Regions from separate parts of the Triticum aestivum genome. Here region 2 is linked to region 1. A link is a contact called in public Hi-C data. All regions are on one chromosome and are shown on one strand. Each heading gives the region's core, a stretch centred on a gene start, on an enhancer-like site or on the middle of the called end of the contact. The rest is flanking DNA. Distances are from core to core; before and after follow the strand shown.

Evidence for each region. A called contact is a pair of places that touch in the nucleus more often than the background predicts.
Region 2: a Hi-C map of leaf shows a contact between it and region 1, with 2.9 times the contacts expected there. The contact joins the promoter of LOC123043752 here to the promoter of LOC123043750 in region 1. A contact is called at or near these places in 2 of 5 Hi-C or Micro-C datasets (leaf and an unstated tissue).

Annotation. Positions count from the first base shown.
Region 1 is chr2B:106,853,269-106,860,442 of IWGSC CS RefSeq v2.1, forward strand. It overlaps LOC123043750 (protein LURP-one-related 11), which reads left to right and starts at 2,446. Exons shown (of 2, transcript XM_044466310.1): 1 at 2,446-2,739; 2 at 2,825-3,660. The coding sequence starts at 2,488. The coding sequence ends at 3,217. LOC123043749 reads right to left here. Exons shown (of 28, transcript XM_044466309.1): 21 at 6,920-7,099; 22 at 6,123-6,245; 23 at 5,963-6,046; 24 at 5,672-5,856; 25 at 5,444-5,582; 26 at 5,283-5,342; 27 at 4,953-5,057; 28 at 3,796-4,231. The coding sequence ends at 4,118.
Region 2 is chr2B:107,341,196-107,348,128 of IWGSC CS RefSeq v2.1, forward strand. LOC123043752 (stress-related protein) reads right to left here and starts at 4,898. Exons shown (of 3, transcript XM_044466311.1): 1 at 4,726-4,898; 2 at 4,385-4,600; 3 at 2,815-3,867. The coding sequence starts at 4,749. The coding sequence ends at 3,100. LOC123043753 (probable histone-arginine methyltransferase CARM1) reads right to left here. Exons shown (of 15, transcript XM_044466312.1): 14 at 6,830-6,933; 15 at 6,061-6,524. The coding sequence ends at 6,441.

The sequences.
Region 1 (7,174 bases), core at 1,196-3,695:
AGATGATTCTGACGAACTTAAGCATCGCTATGGGTGAGAAAGTCTCATCGTAGTCAACTCCTTGAACTTGTGAAAACCCTTTTGCCACAAGTCGAGCTTTATAGATGGTGACATTACCGTCTACGTCCGTCTTCTTCTTTAAGATCCATTTATTCTGAATGACCTTTCGCCCTTCAGGTAATACTTTCAAAGTCCATAATTTGTTTTCATACATGGATCCCATCTCGTATTTCATGGCCTCTAACCAATTGTCGAAATCCGGGCCCACCATCGCTTCTCCATAGCTTGTAGGTTCATCGTTGTCCAACAACATGACCTCTAAGATAGGGTTACCGTACCACTCAGGAGTTGTACATACCCTTGTCGACCTACGAGGTTCGATAGTAACTTGATTCGAAGATTCATGATCATGATCATTAGCTTCATCTTCAACTGACGCAGGTGTCACAGAAACACCTTTCTGTGTTGTGCTACTCTCTAGTTGAAGTAAAAGTTCAACAATCTCATCAAGTTTTATCTTCGTCCCACTCAATTCTTTCGAGAGAAACTCTTTGTCGAGAAAGGACTCATTCTTAGCGACAAACACTTTGCCTTCGGATCTGAGATAGAAGGTATGCCCAACCGTCTCTCTTGGGTATCCTATGAAGACGCATTTGTCTGCTTTGGGTTCGAGCTTTTTCAGCTGAAGCCTTTTGACATAATCATCGCATTCCCAAATCTAAAGAAACGACATGAGTTAGGACGACAAGTCTGCAACTGGCATACCATGTCACAGCGGCAAGGATTCTAGAAAAGAAAAGAAAAAAAAAGCAATGCCTATCAAATTTGAACTTGGACATGAGATTCAGTCAATCAATTCATCTCAAACCCAATGACGACATGTTAGGGCAGCGAGGGTGAGCACATGTTTTTGGTCGACGAGAACTCAGAATAGACTAACTCAGCTCAAGCCGCCTTATGATCTGCTCCATGACTCAAACTAGCTGAGCGTGATCGCATGAACATGGCTAGCGTCCCAGCAACCAATGGAGTCCCTGCCAGAACCACTCACTGAATATATATAGCTAGGCACCTCAATTTTGACAAGGCAACCATCTGCACACCTTGTCGGAAGCTATTTGTGTCAATAACAAGGTGCTAAACTGCCAGTTAATCAACAGGATCAGGACCACTGTATCAGGGTCAGGACCACTGTATCAGGATCCGGATCAGGGATCACCAGCTTAACTAGACGAATTTCGCCGATCCAAAATTTAAAAATTGCTTAAGCCCAGCATGCAGCAAGCAACAACCGCTGGTCCTGTTTCGAGTTGTCTTGCATTATTACCACGGGCATCTCCAACTTCTGCGCGTAGGCTAGTACTTTATATTATTATTTATCCACCGAAAATTGAATAATTGTACTTTTCAGAAATCATTGGAAATGGGCATTTCTCAGACGGCCTAAAAATAGCAACAGCAATCATCTATACTGCCCAAAATCTCCTGCCTAAAAACAATGGAGATATCCTTACACGGTCGGTACTTAACAATAGAAGCATGTGTGTCCTTCTGCTCTCTGCTCAAGACCCCGAGTGCTTATCTGCAGCCTCGGACTGAACCGGCTCGCATCATCGTCGACCCCGACCTACTACTATGCAGACTAACATATTTATTTAAGTACGCGCGCATCAGCTGCCAATAGCCGATTAGCATCAGCTGGATGGAAAAATCAGTTCCTTTTTGGAACCTTGTGTGGCGCTTTTTCCTTTCCCGCTTTGGTGACGACGGGCGTGAGTGCTGCCTCCCGCCTGCTACGGCTGACTAGACATCTCGTACTGATCTACTTGCCTTATTTAAGCACTTCTAATCCGCATTATTGCCTACTAACTAGAGTATTGCTGTTGCTTCGTCCCGTCAGCAACTGCAGTTCCAAACCATGCAAAAGGCGACTGGCTAGCATCTCGACGCATGCACTTTTCTTGCTACTACTTTGAGCCCGATCCTATGAAGTACCAAGGGCCGTTGTAAATGTCGCTGTCATGCTTCTAGTTTGAGGTTATTAGTACTAATTAGGCACGGCTATTTTGAGATGGCTTTGTCTTGCGCTGAAATGGTTGGCCTGCCGTTGGTTTCAGTGCTCGTTGGCGAGATGAAAATTAGGGTAGAAAACCGCACGCAGGAAGCACTGGAACTTGGACGCGGATTGACTATTTGCCTAATTAAAATTGCCGCCACAGCTCGATAAGCATGCATGGCATAAATGTGTTTCAAGGGGTTTTTAAATATCATCTGATTAACTAACTAATACTCCAAAAAGAGCATCATCCCAATTTGTCCTCTCTCGATCCATATAGTTTAAGCGAGCCAGCAACCACGTCACCAGCCCTTTTGCGCTTTTGCTCTCTTCCTCCTCTGTGTATATATCGAGCCCTAGCTTACTTAACCAGATCACATAGAGAGACACATTAGCGCGCAGACAGAAAAACTTAATTAGTACGCGCAGAGATGGCGAGGGTACACTCTTCGCCGTCGTTTCCTTCTTCTTCGTCGCCGGCGGCGGCGGCGTGCGCGGGCGAGAGAAGCGGGAAGGTGTTCACGCTGTGGCTCAAGTCGCTGGTGCTCAACGGGCGGGGGTGCACCGTGTACGACTCCGACGGCCACATCGTCTACCGCGTCGACAACTACGGCTCCAAGTGCAGCGACAACGTCTGCCTCATGGACCTCCGCGGCAACGTCGTCGTCAACATACACAAGAAGGTGTGTACAGCGTACTTCTTTTCTATAGCCAAGAAGCTCGATCGCGTTTTCTGGCAAGTTTACTTATGATTGTGGGTTCATGCAGAAGCTCGCGTTTGGCAAGTGGGAAGGGTACAAGTGGACCGGCCGGAAGCAAGAGGCGAGCGCGTGGTTCAAGGTGGCGCGGCCGCGCAGCGGCATCTTCCACCGGAGCGGCGGCCGCCCGTCGTCGTCGCCGTGCGAGTTCGAGAGCGACGCCGGCTGCGCCATGCGGTACAGGATCGACGACGACGGCGGGGCGCGCGCCGGGAAGCGGGCGTGCTGCAGGATCGTGGACGCCGGCACGGGGCTGGTGGTGGCGGAGGTGAAGAGGAAGGTGACGGCGGGCGGGGTGGCTCTCGGGGAGGACGTGCTCGCCCTGGTGGTGGAGCCCGGCGTCGACGACTCGCTCATCATGGGGCTCGTGCTCGTCTACGGGCTCATGAATCGCACCATGTGAAGCAAAACCAGAACAGAATAGAGACTTTTATAGTCTTTCTTCGTGTGAATTACCGTGTAACTACGAGTAGAACGACATCGTAGTGTGACACAGATGACTGATCTACAAGTGATTTTGATTCCATGTAGTGCGGCACGACATCTCCATCAAACTTGTGATGACTCCGTTAATCTCAAGATTCGCGTATATGCGATCATTTGGGTTTGTACTGCCAAAAACGTTCAGCGTCGCCTAAGATGGGTATAACAAAACACACTTTGTTCCCCTGGTTCGATCAGTGCAAGTTGTTTATTCCCACCCGCTGACTTCAATCGTCGTATGTGAACTCCGTGTAACTAGTCTTTTTTCGAAAACAATCAAATTGCAAGTGTTGTTTCGCCTTCCCCGTTGTAGATTCTAACTCTCCACCAGGGCATGTGATTCCGTTTCGGTCAGGTCGCTGGACAGTTGACCTAAAGGTAGAAACCACTAAGGAACATACCGCATCCATGTCTTGATTAAGGCCTTGTAATACAAGGTGTTTATTTGTAAAGAGTAGATGCTTAATTAGACACCCCTTCTACAGAGACAAGCACTAATGCTTGAGAAAAACTCAGTTTATTTTACTATAAGCACCTCTTCTAAGCACCCTGCACTGTATCTGTATACAAGACCTAAATGGATTCACACTGGTCTAAGCACCCTGAACTGTATTCTGATGCTCAGTCTACATACAGGTTTGCAAGGAGAATGGTGGACCAACCAGGTCCTACGCTATCTGTCGAAACTCCCAACTGACATTACAAAACAATTGACTCAAAAAAATTGCCTATAAATGAAGAACCAACAGAGCTATTCATTATCTATCTTCTCAGTCGCTTCACTCTAATGCTTCTGCTCTATGTACAGGCTACACATAAGCTACATGAAGTAGCTTAGAGGCGTCTTCTTTCTAGATCCGCCTTCGCCGTAAAGCTCGTTCCACTGAACAAGCTCGTTCATATTTGTCGAATCAGATGATATACTTGCACATACCTACACACAAGGCAAGTTACGTTAGGATCACACTTTTATCAACAACTTGGAGATGAGAAAACATAAAATGACAATGCGGGTAACCTTAATTTATTCTAGTACTCCCTCGTCTCAAAGCAAGTACTAAACTTAAGACACTTATTTTGGGACGGAGAGACTATATCCTAGAAACAAATTGACGCTACATTAAGTTTTAAATAGCACGCTAAGCCTCTTAGCGGCGGACCTCTTCTAAATGCTATAGCGAGCTATTTAAAATGTATGCTTATGTGTTTGGACAAAAGACCCTTAGCACAGGACCTCTTCTAAACGCTATAGCGTGCTATAGCGGAGCTATAGCGGGCTATTTAAAACCATAACAACCCAGAACATATCAATACTGGCATTACACTCTCCAATCTTGGAACTAAACCCGCAAGAGCCGTCATCAGCATTTGTTATATATTTGATGGATTAAGTTTCACAGGCGGCAAGGGGCATCAAATCTACTTGTATCCTAGAAACAAATTGCGCTACAACCCAGAACATATCAATACTAGCATTACACTCTCCAATCTTGGAACTAAGCCCGCAAGAGCTGTCATCAGCATTTGTTATATATTTGATGGATTAAGTTCTGCAGGTGGTGAGGGGCATCAAATCTACTAGTGTAGTTGAGTCTGATTTGCATTAAGTTTATTTTTCTCTTCTTTTCCAGAAGAAAAACAGCAGTAATATTTACCTGCTCGTGTGCCTGTTTGAGATCACTCATATTTAGGGGACGGACATCACTGCTAGAATACTTAGGAGGCAATGATTTGTTTTCTGCTTCTGCTAAGGATCTCTCCTGCAAGTAGACACAAGATGATAGATTAGAGGTCTGATGTAGCCTCAACAAGGATAATCCTAAATAAGTCAACTCAAATTATTAATGATTTGGTTAACCAGAGATTCTAAAAGCATCGATAACATCAGAACCATTGAGAGAAATCAGAAGGATCAGAGATTATTAATCAGTAGAACTGACAACGCATAGGAAAGTAGTTCAAGAAATTAAGAATTAAAAACTAACCTTCTTCTCTTTTTCAAGGAGTTCCCTTATGGGACGATGTGCAGCAGTAATACACAGATTCTGGGGAAAATTAAAATTGTCAGCAGACAGAATATGGAAATTACCTGTTTAAAAAGGAAATCAAATAAGAAACAAAATAATGTTAACATAAAACTAAATACCTTCAGATCACTGCCTGAATACCCCTCAGTCAAGCTGGCCACTGCTTCCAGATCTACATCTTCTGCCAAATCTTCTTTGGCTAGTATTACACTAATAATTATTTTCCTATTGGTTGCGTCTGGTAAATTCACCATCAACCTAAACAAAAGTTTCAGAAGAATTATTGACTGGTTGGCAATGCCAGAGTCACAATTTGCATTTATTTGTTAAAATATGTATACCCATACCTCCTTGGGAGCCTCCTAATAACAGCCTCATCAAGATCAAACGGCCTATTAGTGGCAGCAAGTACTAATACACGTTCTTTGTCTTTTGTTCTCAGACCATCCCAGTTCACCATAAATTCATTTTTCATCTTACGCATGGCTTCATGTTCCCCTGGGTTTTCACGTCTACCCAGCATGCCGTCAACCTGCAAATCAGGGAACACAGCAAGTTCTCTTAATTAAGACACTATTATTGTGCAGCCTGTTGAACCATAATCATATCATCAATGATGATGAAATTTTTTGACTGACCTCATCCACAAAAATGACACTGGGAGCAATTTTGCTTGCAAGTGAAAACACAGCTTTCACATATTTTTCCCCCTCGCCAAACCACTGTTACAATTACAGGTAAGAAAATGTAGAACTAACAGAGGAGAGGAATCTAGATAAATATCTGTTATGGGAAAACCTTCGAGCCAATGCTTGACATTGATATGTTGATGAAGTTAGCACCAGCCTCTGTTGCAACAGCTTTAGCAAGCATGGTCTTCCCCGTACCAGGTGGACCAAAAAGCAATATTCCTTTACATGGCTGGTGCAAAATGAAAAATCAGATCAATATTACACACTGGGTAAGTTAAGAAATACTACTCCCTCCGTCCCATAATGTAAGATGTTTTTTTCAAAAAATGTCTTACATTATGGGACGGAGGGAGTACTAATTAATAAGGAGAGCAATATGATAACGGCAGTATTCAAGCTGCTACATTCAGTTTGAAGTGATTCTTGTTGCTTTTTTCAATTAATTTTGGGATTGCATGATATTAACTACTCCCTCTGTACCATAATACTTGTCATTGGGGGAACTTGTACTAGTATTCCCCAACTACAAGTATTTTGATACAGAGGGAGTAGAAATTACATGTTCTTGCAGTTTAAATTGAACTAATGGGACGTCTTATATTTAGAAACAGAAGCTGTATAACAGATGGCTCACAAAAGCATCATACATAAATTCAAAATGCTAGATAGCACAGAATGATAGGACATGATGGACAAACCACAGGTGGACAGCATTACAATATTTACAAAACCACTCAACAAGGATGAGTCATAAGTGCAGAAAGGGGGATATCTAACTATAAAGGCAAATGACAAAACAAGGAGCCATTGTTACAGGTGAAACAGAGGACTCACAGAAGGAACATGTGGATTGTTTTACAAGAATATTAAGCATAAATAATGAAGCTTGAGAATGCCTTGTACCTTCATAAGTTGTCCCTTGGAGAACAACTCTGGCCTTTGCAATGGAAGCATCACTAATTCCTTCAAAGTTTCCTTGACATTCTCTAGCGCTCCAATGTCATCAAAGGAAACACCTATCTCATCTGGAGGGATAACATCACTAAGAAGCCTCTTTTCAAATTCATTCTCCGTGGCAACATCCTAACAATGAAAAGGAATGTATGTAAGTCATTGGCATTAGACACCATTAATGTCACAAGGCCCAGAGCCTCAAAT
Region 2 (6,933 bases), core at 3,648-6,147, 490 kb after region 1:
CCACATACAATAACCCAAGGCCACAAGGTTAAGAGGAGACGCCGACTGAAATGCCCATGACCTACAAGTCACTCAGACACAGATTCCACTCGGAAGCCTCTCCTCCACTCGACCGCTTCTATTCACTCGGAGTACCAAACGTCACTCGACAACAGAAGGCCTAGAGCCACCTTGAGATGGCAAAGTTCGGGCGATCAGTTCATCACCATAAAGGGCATCTAATGCTAGCGTTACTTGTAACCCCAGCAACCTTTAATCTTACCATTGAGCCCTTGGGTAACAGGACATTCATGAGGGGCCAGCGGACTCTATATAAGCCGCCCCTCCACTCCTGCACAAGGGTTCGTACCCCCTGTAACTCAACACTCCAGAAAAACAAAGCTCCTGCAGCACCGAGACGTAAGATCTTTACCTCTTCTGAGAGGGACCTAAATTCGTAAATCCGAGTGTACAACCACACCGTAGCTAGACTATGCCCTCTCCTACGTACCCCGATACTCCATTGTCATTGTTCCCACGACAGGTAGTGGAGGTTGTGGGCCTCCGTTTGCGTTGATTCCACCTCCCAAAAATCACATATATTTCAAAATAATTCTCCGTAAATTTTATCGCGTTTGGACTTCGTTTGATATGGACATTCTGCAAAACAAAAAACATACAACAAATAGGAACTGACACTGGGCACTGGATCAATATGTTAGTCCCAAAAATAATATAAAATATTGCCAAAAATATGTAAAAGTTGTAGAATATTAGCATGAAACAATAAAAAATTATAGATATGACGTATCAGGCAGCAGCGACGGCAGCTACAAGTTTTCTCCACTGTTGCAGATCATCACCAAGTCCTACATCCTTGGTCTGAACCTCTTTTTTCTACTCCATGTTTACTGAATTTACTAAATGTGAGATGTGCTACTGAATTTTAGTTTCTGAACCACTTCACTGAATGTGAGATGTACCACTGAATTTCACTCAATAAACTGAGATGTACTGAGATGCCACAGCACAAGAGAGGAGTACCCTTGTAAAGTGTGCTGTCAACTTGTGAATTTTAGTGAATGTGAGTAAAATCTGTTCATTTTCTGGTTGGAATATTTGCACTAGTTTTGCTAGTTTAGAGTTTGGAGTATTGTGCACAGTTAACTAAACAATTTTGCAAGCATATGATCAGTAGTACTCCAAGAAGACTGCTAGTGCCAGCTAAAATTTGTGTTGTGGCAGTAACTGAAAGACCTACTGCTATGAGGCAAAGCTTTTTGCACGTGATATTACATGATGATGTTTGTGCCAAACCAAGTCATATGTGACTTGTAAGAAACTGCGGAGGGAGTAGTATCCTGGACGATTGGCAGGCCGCGTCGGGACGATTTCACAATCAAGGGCTTCGCCCCTGTCGGTGCAACAGCCACGGCCGCCGTCGCCCGGTGTTTTGTCCTAGGCTGCCACTCATCATCATCATCACCCTCTCGGGGTGTACCTCGGCAGACCGAAACGTTGACGCCGGCCCACCGGCCCTGTACGCAGCGGTACGTGCGGCGATGCATGTCCTCCTGTTTGTTGCTTTGCCTGTGGGTTTGTCTCAAGCCTGCATCTTCAAGTTTGACCGCACGACCTTCCGTGGCATCTTGACCACCAGCCACAGCCGACTGATCACACGCCCTGCACTTCCATCCACCTTCTCTCCCAGAGAGCTTGTCGGCCCTAGCAGAGAATGATGGCCCATGAAAGCAGCTGCCTTGCCTAGGCTTGGGCGCGTCGGAGACGGATGGCTGTAGCCGCGACCCACGAAGGCTCCCGTCATGGCGCCGGTCGCCGGCTAAGGCCGCAGCCCCAGGCGGTGCAGCCCACCGGAGGTGGCTGGCGCTAGCCGCGACAGCTCCATCTTGCCGCCGGCCATGGTCCGAGGCGACGGACCTCACCGCATCAGAATCTCTCGGACGGAGCATGGGATAAGGCAAGGGAAATATATTCAGGAGCTAATGAGAAGAAAAGGTTGTTTAGTTAGTTGCCGGGTCCACCAGGACACCTGTCAGCTGTTGATTGGCCCTGCAGGATAGTAGGTGCAGGGAACCCAGCAGGAGAGCCCGACCCCGCCCACGTACGATGAAATCCATGACGCACGCCGTATACATCGGTGATCGGTCGCGGAGAGGAGATAATTGCCGCTAGCGTGCGTGTCCTGTTGCTCTGCCGTGGAAGCCAGGGAGACCGGAGGAGAGAGCGGCAGGGCCGTTCCGTCCGCCGGCGCACGCGTCCAGCATCGGAAACGTGGTCGCGTGGAGGCTGCGATCTGTGAAGCCCGCCTCATATGGGCTCTCGCCGAAGCAAGAGGCTCCCGGCCAAACGGGCAGCGCAACTGGGCAAGTGGCATGCGCCGGTGGACATGGTGCGCCATGCGGAGCATAACAGGTCGCGTGCGTGGGAGTAATGCAGAGACGGTTTGGTAACTTCGATCGGGTTCGGGGCCTGGTACCGTGCGACGGTGCGAGTGCGCCGGAAGAGGGGAGCAGCGCAGGACGGATGGTGCGCAACTTCAACTCGAAATCATCCGTCCGTCCGTCGCAGGAAAACGACGCAGCAGCTCGGCGGCCAGACGAGGCGAGCGGATTGAAGTGGACGGCAGCGAGCACGAGGACATGATCGCAGATCGCGGATGGTTTCGCCGGGAACCTGTCGACGACGACAAGCGCTTTCGACGCCACCCGCCCACAGACCCCGGAGCATAAATGAAGGGAAGAAATGGAAAACGACGCACCAAAACCAAAACAGTGCTTAACTAGTGGCCACAGTCCACAGAGACGAGCGAACCCATAAAAGGACGAACCCAATTGCATTGGATCAAAGTCGACGAAGGCGACATCAAGCAGCTTTTGTACAAAAGCACGGAGAACATTAGAGACAGACGCGCACCACGTAAAGCATAGCTAGTACAACATCATTATCATTATCATCACCCGTGAGCACGTATCTAAGATGAGACGCTAAACCCAGGATACCAGTATCTTCTTAGCCCTGGATCCACATTATCTTATTCAGTTCCGGCCAAGGGCGACAGACCTCGTCCATCAGGGCAGGGTAGAGGCACGGCGTCACACCCTAGGCCTGGGCCCCAAGATCCATAGTCTTGGCCGCCTCCGGCTGGCTCTCCCCGGCGGTCTGGGCATCAGATTCCACGGGCTTGGCATCAGGCGAGCTCTCCTCCTCGGTCTTGGCATCAAGTCCCATAGGCTTGGCATCGGCCGAGCGCTCCTCGGAGGTCTGGGCATCATGTCCCGTCGGCTTGGCATCGGACGAGCGCTCCTCGGAAGTCTGGGCATCAAGTCCCGTCGGCTTGGCATCCGGCGAGCGCTCCTCGGAAGTCTGGGCATCAAGTCCCGTCGGCTTGGCATCCGGCGAGCGCTCGCCTGTCGGGCTCGTCCCGAACACCTTGGCGATGCGCTCGATGGGGATGCCGGGGAGGAACCGTGCGCCGGGGAACCCCCGCCCGGCCGCGAACGAGATCACCCTGTTGTACTTCTCGCACCAGTAGGCGGCGGTGGGCACGACGACCTGCGCCACCTGCGGGAACACCGGCAGCCCGTTGAGCGAGCGCCAGGCGGAGACGGCGAGGTGCTCGGCCGCCGGCTCGTAGCGCACGTACAGGTCTTTGGCCACCGGCTCGCAGCGCACGTAGAGGCCCTTGGCCACCGGCTGGACCATGCCGTACACGTCCTTGGCCACGCCCTTCACGCCGGACCGCCTCGCCCCGTCGGCGATCTCCCTGGCCAGCTCCGGCACGGCGTGGACCGCGTGGCACGCCTGCGCCGACGCGGACTTCACCGCCGGCGGGAGGTGCCGGCCCAGCTCCTGCACCGCGTCGTCCACCTGCCATTGCCCAATGCATACCACTTATTAGCAGCAACGAGCAACATTGTTCGAGTACCAACCACCATGCTTGAAATTGACGACAAGTGTCTCTGGATTGCCGTGACAAAACAAAATGAAATGCAACCGTGGCATGTGATTCCCCGGGGCACCACCTCGGGGTCTCCGCCAGTGCGCCGGAATCAAAGGAATCTAGTCGGGGTCGAGACACGGGCAGATTCCACGCACCGGCACGGAAAAATTCTCGACCACACAGCCCTACGCACCAAACCAAACTAGGCCCCACTCCACGCACCAGAACGGGAAAAATTCTCGATGGAACGGGAAGGAAACTGCAGAGGTTATGTGCACCGCTAGAAAATCCAGCGGCGTGTGCTGAGCATGGCAGTTTGGCAGCAGCAGTACAGCCGCGCTGTAACGGGCCGCGAAACGAGGGCAGCCGCACCCTCTGATGGAGATGGACCCTAAGCTAGGGTGGGGAAGGGGGGTGGCTCGCGAGCCGCGCGGGGGGCCGTACCTTGTGGTCGACGAAGGCGAGGACGTGGAGGGGGACGCCGTGGAGGCGGCGGGCGACGGGGCCGGCGACGCGCCTGACGGCGGACTCGACGGCGTCGACTCTGGGGCGAAGCGAGCCGGAGTGGTCCCTGGCGAGCGCGTAGAGCGCCGCGATGCACACGGCCGCCTGCACCGCCACCACGTGCACGAACCCCAGGCGCCTCAGCCTCGGCCTCTCCTGCAAGCAACCAACCGAACACGAAACGCCCAAATTCAGAACCGAATCGGCGCAAACTCCGCACCGAATCGAGCCGAGAAGCAAGGTGGGAGAGGATGGGAGGGGAGGGATTTCGTTGCGCGTACCGCCTGCGGGCTGGCGTCCGCCATCGCTCGCGAACCGCCTGCGAATCGAAGGAACGAACGAACGGGGGGTTTCTGGAAGCTAGCTGGTGGGGGAATGCGAATGCGGCTCGGCGGAATTTTCCTCCTTCCTGCTACAGCTAAAACGGGGAGCGAAATGGCAGGGCCGGGATGGGGGGCCTATGTAGGCGCGCGAGGGATGTGGCGGGGCCGTCCGATGGGGAGGGCGTTCGATCGGAGCCGTCGTCGACACGGCGCCAGAAGAAGGGCCCGGGTCTGGGAGCGGAGCCGGTACGACGTGGCTGGCGTGAGCGGCACGTGGCCGGGACGGGAGGGGCACGTCGCTAGCGGCGATATCTTTTCCTCGTCGGTCCGTGCGCCGAGAGGAGAGAGAGATAATTGGACTTTGGGCAGATGGACGGCTCTGGTGACCGGAGTCTGGCGCCGTGATGTCACGGTACGGTGGTGATGTAGTGCCGTGATGTAGTAGTGTAGTGTATTGTAGACTTTTGCCTTCTGGAATTCTTTTTTTTTTTAGGAAAACCTTTGCCTTCTGGATGGAAGTGTGTGTATGTTTGTTGGGTTTTGGCCGTTTTGGTGCGATGATATGGGCCGTCCACCGTCAGCTTTCGTTTATGAGAGAATGCTTTTTGCCTGAAAAATAAGCTGCGAAATCTGCAGGGACACTATTTTCACATGAATGAATTATTATGTACGAACACTTCTTGTCACGGTGGTTGAGCAGCATCGTCTTGTTTTTTAGCAATCGTGCCCGGGAAATCAAACGCCTCGATAGACCGAACCGTACGAAGGAAGGAAGTTCCGTCACCGGCACGTTGATGCGCTTGTGTGATCATCACACTGCGCCACCGCGCGCTTGCTCACGTGTGTGGTGCGTCGGGTCTTCACCACCTTCACGCAGTGCCTTCGGGCTGGAACAAGATCTTCGCCACACTGTAGATCCCGGACCAGAAAGGGAACAATCGATATGTCGTGATGGTTTATAGTACTCCTACTAAATTAATTGGCTCCCGCAGGTGATGCCACACTAACCACCAAAGCAAACCCCTATCTGCTGCTGGCATTGCCAGATTGTGCCGGGCAGTTGACTGATGTTAGCAAAGATCATTTTTTGCGGGGGATGTTGGCAAGATCCATGGGCCAAAGGAATGATCCCTTCATCTTGGCTCTTGGGCCCGCCACAAGCGAAGCATATGCACCATCTAGCATTAAACTTTTCTTCAAACTAAGACCCAAAAAAGGTGAACCAAGCACCGTGCAGCATAATAAACACAGCAGTGTGAGAAGCTAACCCGAACCAGTTGGCACTTAGCAATATTAACGGAGAAAACTGGGCTCACCTTTTACTTGTTAAGTTTGAGCAAGCGGACGACAATGATGACTATCATTCTATCAATATTCTACTCCCACGCGCAACAATCAATTTGTAGAATCATACATAAGAACATACAACCCTCTTCTCTGTTAGATGCCTTCTAGCTTTTGAGGTTCGATCACTATTATTGTTTTCTGACATCAAATAGCGGGACAGGGACGAGCACGTTTAGCTGCAGCGTTGCACAACTCGGACATGATGATCAACCGGACGTGATGTTAGCCATTGGCAGCTACGCGTAGCTGCATCCAGCAGAAGCATACCGTTGTACAGACCTGAGCTCTCGTTGCAGGAAGCAAAGCATGCGGCACAGGTTTCAGACCTATCGAGTGAAGGCTGCGGAGTCCCTCTCCTGTTCTACAGTGATGCCAGGGCTGAGCCCATCTTGCATCTGCTGCCCAGATCCCTGTGTACAGTGCACATGTTAGATGGAGTAAATAAATAAATGCGATTTTGAAGGTTGTTACATGGAAACAAAACAATTGTGAAAGCACGGGGGCTCGAACAAAGGTATTATCCATAGAGGCAAAACTAGACAAATGCAAAGTGCAGGTTTATGTGCCTTGGCAGGGAATAGCCATATGGTGGTATTTCTAGTGTTGCCGATGTTCCGTCATAAACAAAGATGTACAATCACAGTACAAACAAAGATGTACGATCACAGTACAAGATGTGAAGATGACTGTTGAAAACTATTTGTGAACAACTTACTTGCGCCTGCAAAGATGACAATGGTAGCTGCTGTTGGTCTTGTGGCATATAAGCTTGTGGTTGAGACAGCCTGTAGTAAGGCTCCTTCAGTTCAAGCTTGGCAG